Linked DNA regions of Mus musculus: region 2 is linked to region 1. Evidence: chromatin contacts called from public promoter capture Hi-C data. All regions are on one chromosome and are shown on one strand. The core of a region is the stretch at or near the end of the contact, and the rest is flanking DNA. Distances in the headings are between cores, read along the strand shown. Region 1 overlaps Ntan1 (N-terminal Asn amidase). Region 2 overlaps Nde1 (nudE neurodevelopment protein 1).

Region 1 (6,258 bases), core at 2,874-5,373:
AATAAAAGGATGGATGGGTAGATAGATGAATGGATGGATGGTTAGACAGGAGGAACAAGCCAGCACTGGACTTTTTGTTGGACAGGGCTTACTATGTAGTCTGGCCTTGAACTCATGATCCTCTCGCCCTGGCCTCCATAGTGACAGGATTATATGTTGGGCTTCTGTGCTCAATTTTAAACTGAGTTTGGCTTTGAACTTGTGTTATGTTGGGATCTTTGCATCTCAAGTATTAATGTGTTGTGGCCTATTCAAGGGGTATTTCTGTGGGAGCCACTTGTCCTTGGGGCCAAGAACTTCCTGTTCAGTGTAGGCTCAGTGTTCATACTCTACATAAAGCAGGCAGGTGAGTAAATGTGTAGGAAGGACTAAAGAGGCAGCAGGGTCAGCTGAGCATGACAGTGCTACACACCTCAGCAGGCCAACAATTTGAGCAAGGGTGTAGGGTAAGAACCAGCCCGGACTAACTGTCCCTCAGCATTTCATCCTTACCCTGTGACACATGGCCATTTACCAAAGCCACACAGCTAGTTAAGTTCTGGCCTGTGACCCACTTGCTCACATAACTGGTCCACTTGCTCTGTTATTACGCTTGGCTCTTATTTTCTTGGTAGCTTTGAAGGAACTAGTACAGTCATACACAGGTACTTAGGGTCTTGAGGGCACTATTGGTCAGCTTTATAGTGCAATAAGTAAATTAAAAAATGGGGAGAGGTATGATAGCACACCTTTAATTTCAGTATTGGGAGACAGAGGCAGGAGGATGTCTTAGTTTGAGGCTAGCCTTAAAATATAAACCAAGTTTAAACTTTGTATATGTATATATATGCTAGAAATTGAATTCTGGGCCTTGCATATGCTAACTGTGTTGGCGCTGAGCCCTTTTTAAAACTCAAACCTTGTGGCTGGGTCTGTGCCATAGGCTGGCAAGCTTCACGGGCTTTTTGACTTGTGTGGTTCTAAAATTGCCTTTTCCTTTTGCTTTGGCCCAGGCTAGCCACAAGGGTTCTCAGAACATAACTGTCTGGTCTGTTTGCAGACAATGTCTAGTTATTGTGGATATCGAGGCTAGCCTGGTAGGAGCCGTGGCAAAGCCATGGTAGCCACAGCCCAGATGCTCTTTGGTAGAGGTACTGAGAAATTCTAGCGTATTCCATGTGGGAGGCCAGGTGACACTGCACTGAGGACCCTGGGTGACAGATTTGTTACTAGCCTTGGCAACATCCCATGGCGCCCTATCATGCCCACAAGTAGTTTCATCATGTGTTGTGAGAAGCCTGTTGTATCTGTTCATGGGAGCCACTAACTATCACCTTCAAACCAGCACAGTCAAGTCTTGTCCTAACTCTGACCACTGTACCTCTCTTGGCAGGCTGGAAGTACATCTTGTGGGAGGCTTCAGTGATGACAGGCAGCTGTCACAGAAACTTACTCATCAGCTTCTCAGTAAGTTCACCCCCACTACAGTTACAAACTGTCAAGATGCTCTTTTAAAACAGGAGTTAATGAATTCTTAGGGAGCACATACTCTGAGCTGTATAGAAACAATTACTCTTCTGGCAGGAGCGGTCTTTGTAATCTTGAGAAAATGAAAACAGCCGGGCGTGGTGGCACACGCCTTTAATCCCAGCACTCGGGAGGCAGAGGCAGGCGGATTTCTGAGTTCGAGGCCAGCCTGGTCTACAAGTGAGTTCCAGGACAGCCAGGGCTACACAGAGAAACCCTGTCTCGAAAAACCAAAAAAAAAAAAAAAAAAAAAAAAGAGAGAGAGAGAGAGAATGAAAACAGCAATGATAGCCTTTTTTGTTAGATCAGTACAAGAGAAGACACGGTTATGTTTCGGTTGTGTAATAGATATTCACTAGTGCTACACACATACCTTGGAGCAGCCTGCCATCGAGGAACCTGGCATTGTGGCTCAAGCCTTTGAAAGGTTCACTCCCCTTCTTAGAATCCATTCTAAGAAAATCATCTAAAGTGTGCACAGAGAGAGGCTGGCAGGATGGCTCAGTGGGTAAGGTACTTCCCACCAAGCCTGACAGTTGATCTTTGGAAGAAACTTGACTCCTGTAAATTGACCTCTGACCTTCTTACATGCTTCACAGCGAGTACACACAAGTAAGAAAATGTAAAAAACCAAACATTTGCTCAGAGATTCTGACGCACAGATGAACAATATGATCGTTCTGACAACAGGGAACACCCAGTGTCCTGAGAAGGGTCACAAATCTCCTAGGAGCTGTGACCTACTGTGCCAGGCGTGGAGTCCATGCTTGCAGCCCAATGCTTGGGAGGGAAGTGAGTGAGGCAGAGGGTTGTTTATTCCTGAACAGCCTGAGCTACACAGTGAGACCAACAAAAAACAGTTGAAAGCTTGCTATGGTAGAACACCTCTTTAACCTTAGCGCTCGGGGAGGCTGAGGCAGGTGGATCTGAGTTTCAGGTTGGCCTGGTTGATGTATTTACTAAGTTCAGGGCAGCCAGGGATATGTAGTGAGACCCTGTGTCAAATATACCTTATTAAGAAGTTTTAATTGCATGGGTGGGGGTTGGAGTGGGGTGGGCTGGGGTGGGAAGGGAACCTGTGTCTAACAAAAGCAACTAGAATATAAAACTATATGATGTGTCTGGTGTATTGTTGTCTCTGTTATGAGCTTAGCTGAGCACAGAAATTGAAGGGTAACCTACAGTGGGGTGATGGGCACTCAGAACCTACTCACTTTTGTTCTCTTGTCCAAAAACATTCACAAAATTTTTGCTCTGGGGACTGGAATGATGGCTCAGTGGTTAAGAGCACTGGTTGTTCTTCCAGAGGACCCAGGTTCAATTCCCAATACCAACACGGCAGCTCACAGCTGTCTATAACTCCAGTTCCAATACCGGTGGTTCCGGAACCACTACGCACATGGAACACATACATCACAGGCAAACTCTTATACACATAAAGACAATTCTTTTGCTCTAACAGACTCAAAAAAGTCAGTCTCCCCGTAGAACGCCCCCTTGTGGGCACTGGTACCTGAGCCCAGGCCTTCTGTCAGAGTAGAGTAAGTGCTTTAACCCCTGAGCCACGTCTCCAGCCCCGTTAGTTAGACGGAACAGACTCCACTTTCTTTTCTTTTTCATTTAAGTGCATGTGAGCATTAGGTCACATGTGTACCGTATAGCTTGAGCATGGAGGTGAGGTCAACTTGGGGGAGTGGGTCCATATACGGAACAGAGATTGCAAGAGCCTTTACATATTTCGCCTTCTTGCTGGCCTAACCTCTACTCTCACCTAGCCCCTTTTGAGACAGGATTTTATGCAGCACAGACTGGACTTGAAATTGAATTGTGGCACCATGCCTTGAGCATGCTAGGAATTACTGTGTCAGTTGAGGACCCTGCCCAGGACCCTACTAGAACGTTTTCATGATATATATATATATATTAACCACACTCACATATCCCTGTTAACTTGAGCACTTTTTTGACATCAATTGTAGGTGAATTTGACAAACAGGATGATGACATTCACTTAGTGACATTATGTGTAACAGGTAAGTTCTGCTACATTTCCCAAAGGGGTATAAGGGCTCAGGAAGTTTTTGTCTGTAATTTTTTTACTTTAATATTTATTTTTTTATGTGAGTACACTGTTGATGGATTCAGATCCCATTACAGATGGTTTCAAGCCACCGTGTGGTTGCTGGGAATTGAACTCAGGACCTTTGGAAGAGCAGTCAGTGCTCTTAACCGCCATCACCTATTGGATGCCTTGTGCCCACTACTCCTTATCACTAGGCAGACGTCTTGCCACCGGGTCCTACCCAACTGACCTGGATGTTCATGCTGCTTCTGCAGAGGCACGCTGTCTGGTTTCTCTGTTCCTGGGCGGGCTGGGCTGGCCAGTGCCCCCTGGGGCTCTGCACTGACTGAGCTTCTCCTCTATGAGGAACAACTGCTTAGTGCTTCTACTTCCCTTTGTTTCTTAGAGTTAAATGACCGTGAAGAAAATGAAAATCACTTTCCAATCATTTATGGCATCGGTAAGTAGCGTTTGTATCCGAGGGTTATATGGTGTGCATGTGGGCATAGCAGACTGTGTTAGGTTAAAGGTCTGTTGGTGAGTTTGGAAACCCTGGGCAAGAGGCCAACCTTGACTAACCTTTTAGCTGTGAGGTTGTTAATGCCAGTGTACAGCACAGGCTATGCACCCCACACTCATTCCTGTAGCACAGTGTCACATGTCACAGTGTCACACTGCCTCACTGGAGGGGAGGGGTCTGGCGTTTTTCCCCCCTAGCCAGTGCTCATGGGGAAGGTGTGAGGTATTTGGATCTCTATATATTCTGGGAATGAAGTAAGGAAGCCCAGGGTCCTCCTCTCTTCAGTTCTGAGGCTAGCAAATTGCAAAGGGCTTCTGGTGTATCCTTGTTTAGCTAGCTGGGTGGTGAGCACACAGGCACTTCTTATTTTATTCTCTGTCACTTTGCAGCCTCACAAGTGTCTGTGGTCGCAGCAGAGTTCTGAAACCACATGCCGCAAGGGTCCAGAGCAGGTCTGGGGCTGTTCTTCTCTCTGTGCTGGTTCAGAGGTTGTCAGCACCTCAGACTTCCTTCAGCTCCCGTTCCTTTCTGTTTCTGCTTCTTATGTGGAGTGCTAGAAATGTGAAGTCTGATTTGGATCTTTGTCGATTTAAAGTCACTCCCTTGTCCCTTGCAGCTGTCAACATTAAAACTGCAGAGATTTACAGAGCTTCCTTTCAAGATCGTGGTCCAGAGGAGCAACTGCGTGCTGCAAGAGCTTTAGCAGGAGGCCCAGTGAGTGGGAGCCTATTTTTGTGGGATAAAGAGGGAACCCCAAGAGCCTCAAGTTTTTAGACCCGAGAAAAGCTATGGCCACCTCCTTACCCAGCCCACTTCCTCAAGAGTTAAGAGGTTCGCCCTGCAGTGGCGGCACACGCCTTTAATCCAAGCACTTGGGAGGCAGAGGTAGGCGGATTTCTGAGTAGAGGCCAGCCTGGTCTACAGAGTGAGTTCCAGGACAGCCATGGCTACACAGAGAAACCCTGTCTCGAAAAACCAAAAAAAAAAAAAAAAAAAAAAAAGGTTCTAAGTGAGTTTAGGTTCTAAGTGCCAGACACTAGTTCTCTCCTTGGAAGATAGAAGAGACAGTAACAGCCTGCCTGGGACGTCTTCCCATAGAGAGGATGGCAGGGACGGAAGTGACCAAGGAGTAGTAGTTTAGTGAGTCACTTAGTCAGTTTTAAAGTCTAACTTCCTTAGGGCACTATATTTTTCCTTGTTTTTAGTAGTGCTAAGGATGGATTCAAGATGCTCCTCACATATGCTGGGTAAGTGCTCTGTCACCGAGCACTTTTAGCCTAGGCCCTTTTATCTTTAGATAAGAGCTTGTTATGTAAGAGCTTCAACATTTCCCAGGCTGGGATTACACAAGTGTACAACTGTGTCTTGGTCTCTAGGATGCTTAATATTCATCCCATCGGAAGAATTGGTAGAAGCTAGAAGAATTTACAATGTACAGAATGAGCCTGGCACACAGTTTTAATCTAAACACTCAGGAGATATACAGGTGGATTGCTGTGAGGTAGAGGCCAGCCTGGGATGTCAAGGCAAACACGATCCTATGTAACATGTAAACATGTTATGCTATGTAGGCATGATCTGTAGCACTGACATGAGAAGCTGGGTGTGCTGTGCATGCTTCCAGTCCTCGTACTGGGGAAGAGACAGGCTGACGATTGAGGTTTCTAGTCTTGCTGAATATGTAGTTTCCGCTTCAGTGGGAGGTCCTGTCTTGTCTTAAACAACTGAAGACACAGGGCACAGGTGCCTGGTCTCAAGTATGTGCCAGCAACGCAGGCCCCAGCAAGCTCCAAGTCTGCTTGTTTGTGTAGTGCTAACAACATCTCAGGAAAATGTTCAGAGACAGACATTTGTTTTGCCAGTCTTTTAATAATTTTCAGGAGTCCTAATCTTGTCTTTAAAAACTTTGCATTTGACTTGGTTTTGCTATGTAGCCTAGGGTGTCTTGGAACTGTGGCAAAGGATTCTTTTTGTTATTTAGTTAATAATTAGAATATTGAGTACTCTTTTCAAAACTGAAAATTCCCACTGGCATGATTTGGGAATTCAAGGAATGGCCAATCAGCTTCCACAGAGCTGGTAGTGATGGTATGCACACCTGTGATCCCACATTCGGGAGTTGAGACCAGCCCCAAGGTATGTGAGACCTACTGCAGCACAGAAAACCAGG
Region 2 (6,919 bases), core at 1,266-3,765, 350 kb after region 1:
CTGTCCTGTCTTCCTGTAGGTATCCTGAGACTGTAGACGGTCTCATTTTAACATGTGGTTTGGTCAAGCTTTTACATGGCTTTTGGAGATTAGAATTCAGGTCTTCGTCCTTGCAAGGCCCTCTGGGCCCTCCCCTCTGTAGATTTTGAGATAGGGTCTTGTTGTATACCCTCCAGCTTACAGGCTTCAAGGATCTGCTCTTCTCTCTTCTCCCTTGCTTTTTTTTTTTTTTTTTTTTTTGGAACAGATTTTCTGGTGGGTTGGAACTCTGTGGCCTCAGATACCAGGTTGGCCTCAGATTCATAACAAGGCTCCTAATTGACATTCCCTCCCACCCCCCACCCCCAGTGCTGGGATTTGAGGTGTGCTGGCTTTCCATGCTGGCTTGGAGGATATTTTCATTAGATAGAGAATTCTGGCCTGACAGGCTTAGACTTTGAAGGTGATGTTGCAATCTCTGTAATTCTTGTTTCTCTATCTGTCCCAAGAGCTGTTTTCTAATCATTGCTCTCGGGTTCTCATCAGCTTTGGTTTTCTGTGGTTTGGTGGACTGTGGTCCTTGGCAGGCTGGGGCCACGGTATGCCAAAGAGATTATACCACACTACATATCTCTTGCAAGAGATTTATTTGAGGCAGAGGTGGGTCTCAGAGTCGGGACATAAGAGAGAGATAGAGAAGAAAGAGCAAGAGAGTGGGTAGCAGGGACTCATTAAAGGTTATGTGTCCCACGTAGTGGCTGGTTTAGCTGCTGGTGCTGAGGTGCTGAAGGCGAGCTGGGGCTAACATTTGTCTTTCATCAAATTTCACTTTGGTCACTCTTTCTCCAAATACTTTTTTGTTTGTTTGTTTGCTTGCTTGCTTGCTTGCTTGCTTGCTTTGGAGACAGAATCTCATTAAGTGCTTCTGACTGGCCTAGACCAGGCTTTCCTTAGATTTACAAAGATCTTCCTGGTTCCTGTTTCCTTTTGAGGCGTGATCTTGATTCGATCCAGATATGAATCCTGTCATATGGGTTTCAGAGGTTCTGTTCCTCCCATCTCTTTCTTCCTCTCACTGTGGTCTGTGCATTATGTTGATATGGTTGTACAGGTACATCTGGAGGGTAGATGTACAATTTTGGGCATCTTCCTCTGTTGCTTTCATCGTAGTTTTTGAGGCAGGATTTTTTACTGAACCTGGAACTTGCCGTCCTGGCTAGACTGGCTGCCAGGCAGCTCCTAGTTTCTCTTTTCTCCAACTGCACACAGGGAGATTTCATACTTGCCACCATACCCAGCTTTTATGCAGGTGCTGGGGGATCCAAACCCAGGTTCTCCTGTTTGCACAGCAAGCACTTTACACACAGAGCCATCTCCCCAGCCCTTCATTTGTTTTTCCTTTAGTCTTGTCTATTTCTACTGTTTTAATTTAAAATTCTCTTTCCTCTAATCTGTGTTAAGCTGGTTATTGCAAAAATTCCTTCACAGGAGGAAGACTTAAACAACTGCTACCTCTCCTAAGGTCCAAACAAAAGCCAAGGCGTGATTCTTCTAAGTTCACTCTGGGGAAACAGAGTTCACTGGGCTTCCTTACGGAGCATAGGTGAGGGGTCACTTACAGGGTATTGGTGCTTCTTCCCCAAAAGACCACACCTGGAAAGCAGGGTGAGGGCTTCCCAGGGGCAGCATAAATGGAGCCTTCCTCCCCTAGACTTCTGACTGTTCTCTAGCTCTTCTTTGAGGCCACATGCAATTAAGGCAGAGTTTTGTATTTGCATGCTTTAGGTAGTAGGGAGTCTGATAGTCAGGTGACAGTCTTGTGACAACCCTCCCTGTTGGGCTGTAAACACTCAATAAGCACAGCTGGGATGAAGCCTTTGCAAGGGGATGCAGCCAGATGCGTCTGAACTCTCCAAGATGACGACAGTTGCTCCAAGATCCACTCAGTCACTGGATTAAATGAGATTTGATTTTAAACATTGTTTTTTCAGAACTAGAATTTCCATTTTGTTGTGGTTGTTGTTGTCATCATCATCTCCTCCTCCTCTCCCTTCCCCTCCCACTTCCTCCTTTCCCCCTCCCTCTTCCTTCTTTCCCTCCCCCTCCTCCTCACCTTGCCCCTCCCCCTCTACCTCTTCCTCACCCTTCCCTTCCCCCCCTCCTTTCCCTCCCCCCTCCTCCCCCTCCCTTCCTTCTTCTTTATCTCTATTCCTTCCTGCACTGAGCTTTTTCCTGTCTCAGATCCTAAGCATAGTCACAACGGCTGTTTTTAACCTTTGACCTATTTCCAGCAAGGTCATCTCAGTGTTGATCCAGTGATTGTTTTTTTTCTTGAATTCTGTCAGGTTTTATTGTCTCATAAGTCTAGTCAGTTTGGGTTGGGTGGTGAACACTGTAGTCTGTCTGAGCCTGGGGTCCCATTAGCTTTTTTTGCCTCTGTCTCCTTTCCCAGGCAGATCACATAGCTGAACTTGTACTCCACACAGCCTTCTGTTTGTGGCAGGCAGTAGCTGAAATGTCTTTGGTCACTTTTAGTCTTTCCCCGTGTACTCGGGTTCAGAGGTCACACAGAAATATGGGCAAGAGCTGTGGAGGTTTTGAGGCCCCTTGGTGGTGCTGGTTTTCTGTCACTACAGCTTTTTTAATACAATTCTCTGAAGATGTAGAATCAATAGCACTGCTTTCTGTTCCAGCATTTATTTCTGGATTTATATTTGGTCCAGTCTACAGCGGGTAGGATATGTCCTGGCTAGTTTTATGTCAACGTGACTCAAGCTAAAGTCATCTGAGAGGAGGGAAGCTTATCTGAGAAAACACTTCCTTAAGATCAGGCCTGTAGGGCAGTTTTTAAATTAGTGATGATGGGGGAGGGCCCAGCCCTCTGTGGGTTGTACCATCCCTTAGCTGGTGGTCCTGGGTTCTTAAGAAAAACAGGCTGAGCAAGCCAGTGAGCAGTACTCCTTCCTGGCCTCTGCGTCACGCCCTACCTCCAGGTTTCTGCCCTGCTTGAGTTCTTGGCCCAGCTTCCTTCAGTGATGACTCCTGATGATGTGAGAATGTAAGCCAAGTCACATTCTGAAGTGGCCAGTGTCATTTTCACATACACACCTTTTATAAAAAGCCGGTCACACGGTCAGAGGCTGAGAGTGTATTCTAGCCACAGTGAGGCTCCAGCAAGAATGTAGGTACAGGAACAGGTGAAGAGTTACGATCAATAATGCCATGCTCCGCAAGAATTTAGTACATTCACATAATTCAATGTCAGGCCCCCTCCTCCCAGTCTCCCCTCACACAGTTCCGCCTCCTCTGAGAAGTCTGAGGCCACCATGGGTATCACCCACTCTGGTAGACCAAGTCACTGCAGGACTAGGCACATCCTCTCCCATGCAGTAAGCACACTTAACCACCGAATTATTCTCACCAGCTCAAGGGATGTTTGTTTGTTTGAATTTTTTAAAGGTTTTAAATTTTTATGTGCATGGTATTACAGTGCCTACAGAGGACAGAGAGGCCATTGATCCAAAACTGGAGTTAGAGACAATTGGAAATTGCCATATGGGTGCTGGGAATTGAACCTGTAGAATAGCAGTCAGTGCTTTTAAACACTGAGTTATCTCTCCAGGCTCTTTTTAAAAGATTTTAATTGTGTGTTTAGATATTTATATGTGAGTATAGGTGCCAGTGGATGCCAGAGGTGTGGATCCCCTGGAGCAAGAGCCTGATGGGGTGCTGGGAACTGAAAGTGGGTCTTCTGAAAGAGCAGTGCAGCTTGTACTCCTAACTGCTGAGGTATCTCTAGCCCCAGGGGAGTTTGGGGTTTTTTGGTTTGGTTTTACGGTTTATTTATTTACTTACTTAATTAATTATTTATTGTATGTGAATGTTCTCGCTATATGAACACCTGATGCCAGAAGAGGGCATCAGATCCCAGGATAGATGCCTGTGAGCTACCATGTGGCTGCTGGGAATTGAACTCAAAACCTCTGGAGGAACAGACAGTGCTCTTAACCACTGAGCTCTCTCTCCAGCCCTGTTTGTTTGTTTTTAATGGAAATTCAAACACATAGAAAAGAGATACTGTTTATAGCACTCTGTCATGAAAGTGGGAGGGTCTCATGAGACCCCTATTTCCCCTCAAGGATTTTTGAGTAGTTGCTAATGGTTGCAGCTAGTAGCAGAGATTTTCCTTTAATGGTGCAGCACTCTAAGATGGCCATACCCCTGGGAGCCACCCTCACTAGCTCGTTGGGTCATATAAACACATACACACACACTAAAGACATGAAAACAAAAGAGGATAGTGGAAGAGTGTAGGGGACAGAAAAGGGTAATGAGTGGTTATGGTAAACATGATCAAAATGATGTTCTTGTATGAAAATGCCATAAAGAAACCTTTATGTATAATTAATATATGCTGATAGAATAAAATAAAAGGCATTGTTATTCCTCCACCTCCGGTCCCCCATAATGGAACACTTTGTACTCTGAGTTGTACATCTTGCTTTTCCACTTAACAATGAATGCTGGAGATACTATCTGTTGAAGGATACAGAACACCCTTGATCTTTTTTCCCACACACATATGTAATTGTCTACTGAATGACTCATTGGCTGATACCATGATGCCTTACTTATCCAGGGTCCTGGGGGCGTGTCTGGCTAGTCTTAGTTCCTTTACTGATCAGAGTCTCGGTAATGAGCAACCTCCCACGATGTGTGCCTGTGCCGTGGGGTTCCATAAGTGGAGTGGCTTATCTGAGGACACAGGCCTGTGTGACACGGATAAGTATTGTCCATCTATTTATATTTTACTAATTTATATTCCCAGTGGCCAATTCCCAGAGTACCAATTCCTCATTTTCCAAGTAGCTTCCTTAACACAGTGGACTTACATAGTGGACACTTAGGATTTCTGCCAATCAAATAGAAGAGAAATGGGTTAACCTCGGTTTTGAATTCTAAATGACTTGGAGCTATGGTAATCCATTTTCTCTGAGCTACATTCTCTCCCTCTCCCTCTCCCACATACTCCTCCCTCCCTCCCTCCCTCCCTCCCTCCCTTCCTGCCAATTCAGTCTTTGATATCAAGTCCAGAGCTTTCACATACTGGACAAGCTTTCTACCACTGGCCTGCGTCTCTCATACTGTTTTGTCCTTTTTGAAGGTGAAGCTTTAGGGAGAGTGAAGGGAGCCTTGTAAACATTTAGGCAGGGTTTCACATAGCTGAGGTTGGCCTTGGGCTCACCCTGTAGTCTCCCACGTCCACCTTCTAAGTATTGGAAATAAAGATGTGTCTCCTACCATATTTTGACATGGATTTATGTGGGTTTTCATTGTTTCTAAGGGACTTTCCTGTTTGTCTGTGACATGAGCAGAAAGTGTCTGGAAGGTCTTCTGGCTTTGTTTAGTAGATGCTTTGCTAGGCATGGGTTATTTGACGTTTATGTATTCAAGACAGTCACAGTTAGAGCTCTCTGTTGTCCAGTTGTCTAAAAAACCTTCCTTGTGTTTTGTTTGTTTGTTTGTTTGTTTTAGTTTTTTTAGTTCAAGAGAGGGCAGGGGGTTGAGATAGGGTTCTATATGTAGTTCAGGCTAGCCTTGAACTTGCAATCCTCATGTATTCGTCTCCCAAGTGCTAGGATTGCAAGGATATATCATCACACCTGACCTGTTATTTATTTTTGGGACCCTGGAGTCGTGTGACTGTCATACCTGTAGTGATTCTTTACAACTGGTCTTTCCAATCTGCCTCCTCTTGTGTCTGATGTGCCCCCCACCCCGACCTCCCTACCCCTGCCACTAACACCAATTGGTATTTTCTTATAAGATGACAAAAGAATTTTTTCTTTTCCATTTTCATATATGTGCAGTGTGCATATATGTATTTTTACTCGTGTTCACGTGCATGTGAGGCCTGAGAAGGTTAATGTTGAGAATCCTCATTGCTCTTATGCCTTAGTCATTGAAGCAGGATCTCTCAGTCAAACCCTGCGCTCACTCAAGTGGCTGGTTGGTTGGTCTGGCTAGTCCGCTTGCTCAGAGATCCTTTGTCTCCACCTTCCCTGACAGAATGTACAAGCAGGCTACCATGTCCACCTGGCATTCCATGGGCTCTCAGGATCTGAACTCTGGTCTTTGTTCCTGTAGCAATTGCTTTAACCATTGAACCATTGAACCATCCCAGTTTTTCTCCCTCATGAGCCTCCTAAGTACAGAGCATTCATCTGTTTTTTCAGAAATATCCACGTCCCTTCATCTAGAAATACCTAGATGTTTGATCTTTCTCATTGTTGTGACAGACAACAATGAAATATGTTGGAGACCTTGGGTCCCGAATGTCAGACTCCTGAATGTTTTCTGTTGTTGTCACTAGGTAGGCACCTTAGGTAGCTATCCCATTCACTTTCTCTGCAGACCCCTTGAGAGCAGGAACTAGCATGGCGTTAAGAGGCAGTGTTGAGTGAGTGAGCAAATTCAGCCTTCCCCTGCAACTGAAGGAGCAGGAACCCCGGTGAGTCTCACAGGGAAGAGCAGAGTGTTAGCTCTGGACCCCACTCCAAGCCTGCTTCCTTCTGCTTTAGAAAATGCAGTTGCACTGCCAGATGCCTTCTGGGGGCAGACGCAGGGAGGGCCATTAATTAAAAGTGCCAGCGCTGACTGAGCATATATCCATATAAAGTATGTGTCAGCTGTTTAGTCTACTTTATTCCCTGTCTCATTTCACAGAGGTGGCCTCCCTGTCCCTGCTTTATTATGAGAAACATCCAGGGAGAGTAGCTGGGCTAGAGTTAGCCACTTAACAGATTATTTATTACCGATTCTAAGTTACAGCCCGTCTCTGCCTTTATCACCATTGACCACTGTGCTCTAGTGAAATGCCTGCTCAAAATATGGCTGTTGGAGGACAGCGGCTCGGGGTCGAGTGCCAGAGCTTTTGAAA

The links. Capture Hi-C pulls out chosen DNA fragments and counts their contacts.
Region 2: a promoter capture Hi-C map of liver shows a contact between it and region 1. The contact joins two enhancer-like sites. A contact is called at or near these places in 1 of 39 promoter capture datasets (neural stem cells), 1 of 15 datasets of contacts at CTCF or cohesin (the NIH/3T3 cell line), 5 of 484 Hi-C or Micro-C datasets (CD8 T cells, the G1E-ER4 cell line, bone marrow-derived macrophages and 2 more), 19 of 115 datasets of contacts at active chromatin or transcription factors (the 230-238 cell line, bone marrow-derived macrophages, craniofacial prominence and 10 more) and 4 of 9 other capture datasets (adipose tissue, embryonic stem cells, liver and 1 more).

What each region holds. Positions count from the first base shown.
Region 1 is chr16:13,827,633-13,833,890 of GRCm38.p6, forward strand. It overlaps Ntan1 (N-terminal Asn amidase), which reads left to right. Exons shown (of 10, transcript NM_010946.4): 5 at 1,373-1,446; 6 at 3,486-3,539; 7 at 3,975-4,028; 8 at 4,705-4,802. It also overlaps a transcript of Pdxdc1 not described here. Among named protein-coding and RNA genes, the nearest start is that of Ntan1, 12 kb to the left of the region's middle. Within about 2 kb of position 4,124, at least 17 of the 459 cell types and tissues checked have an H3K27ac peak or open chromatin away from gene starts, as enhancers often do. A contact at or near this core is called in liver, where this site is marked.
Region 2 is chr16:14,175,871-14,182,789 of GRCm38.p6, forward strand. The region is part of intron 4 of Nde1 (nudE neurodevelopment protein 1); the gene reads left to right. Among named protein-coding and RNA genes, the nearest start is that of Nde1, 16 kb to the left of the region's middle. Within about 2 kb of position 2,516, at least 42 of the 459 cell types and tissues checked have an H3K27ac peak or open chromatin away from gene starts, as enhancers often do. A contact at or near this core is called in liver, where this site is marked.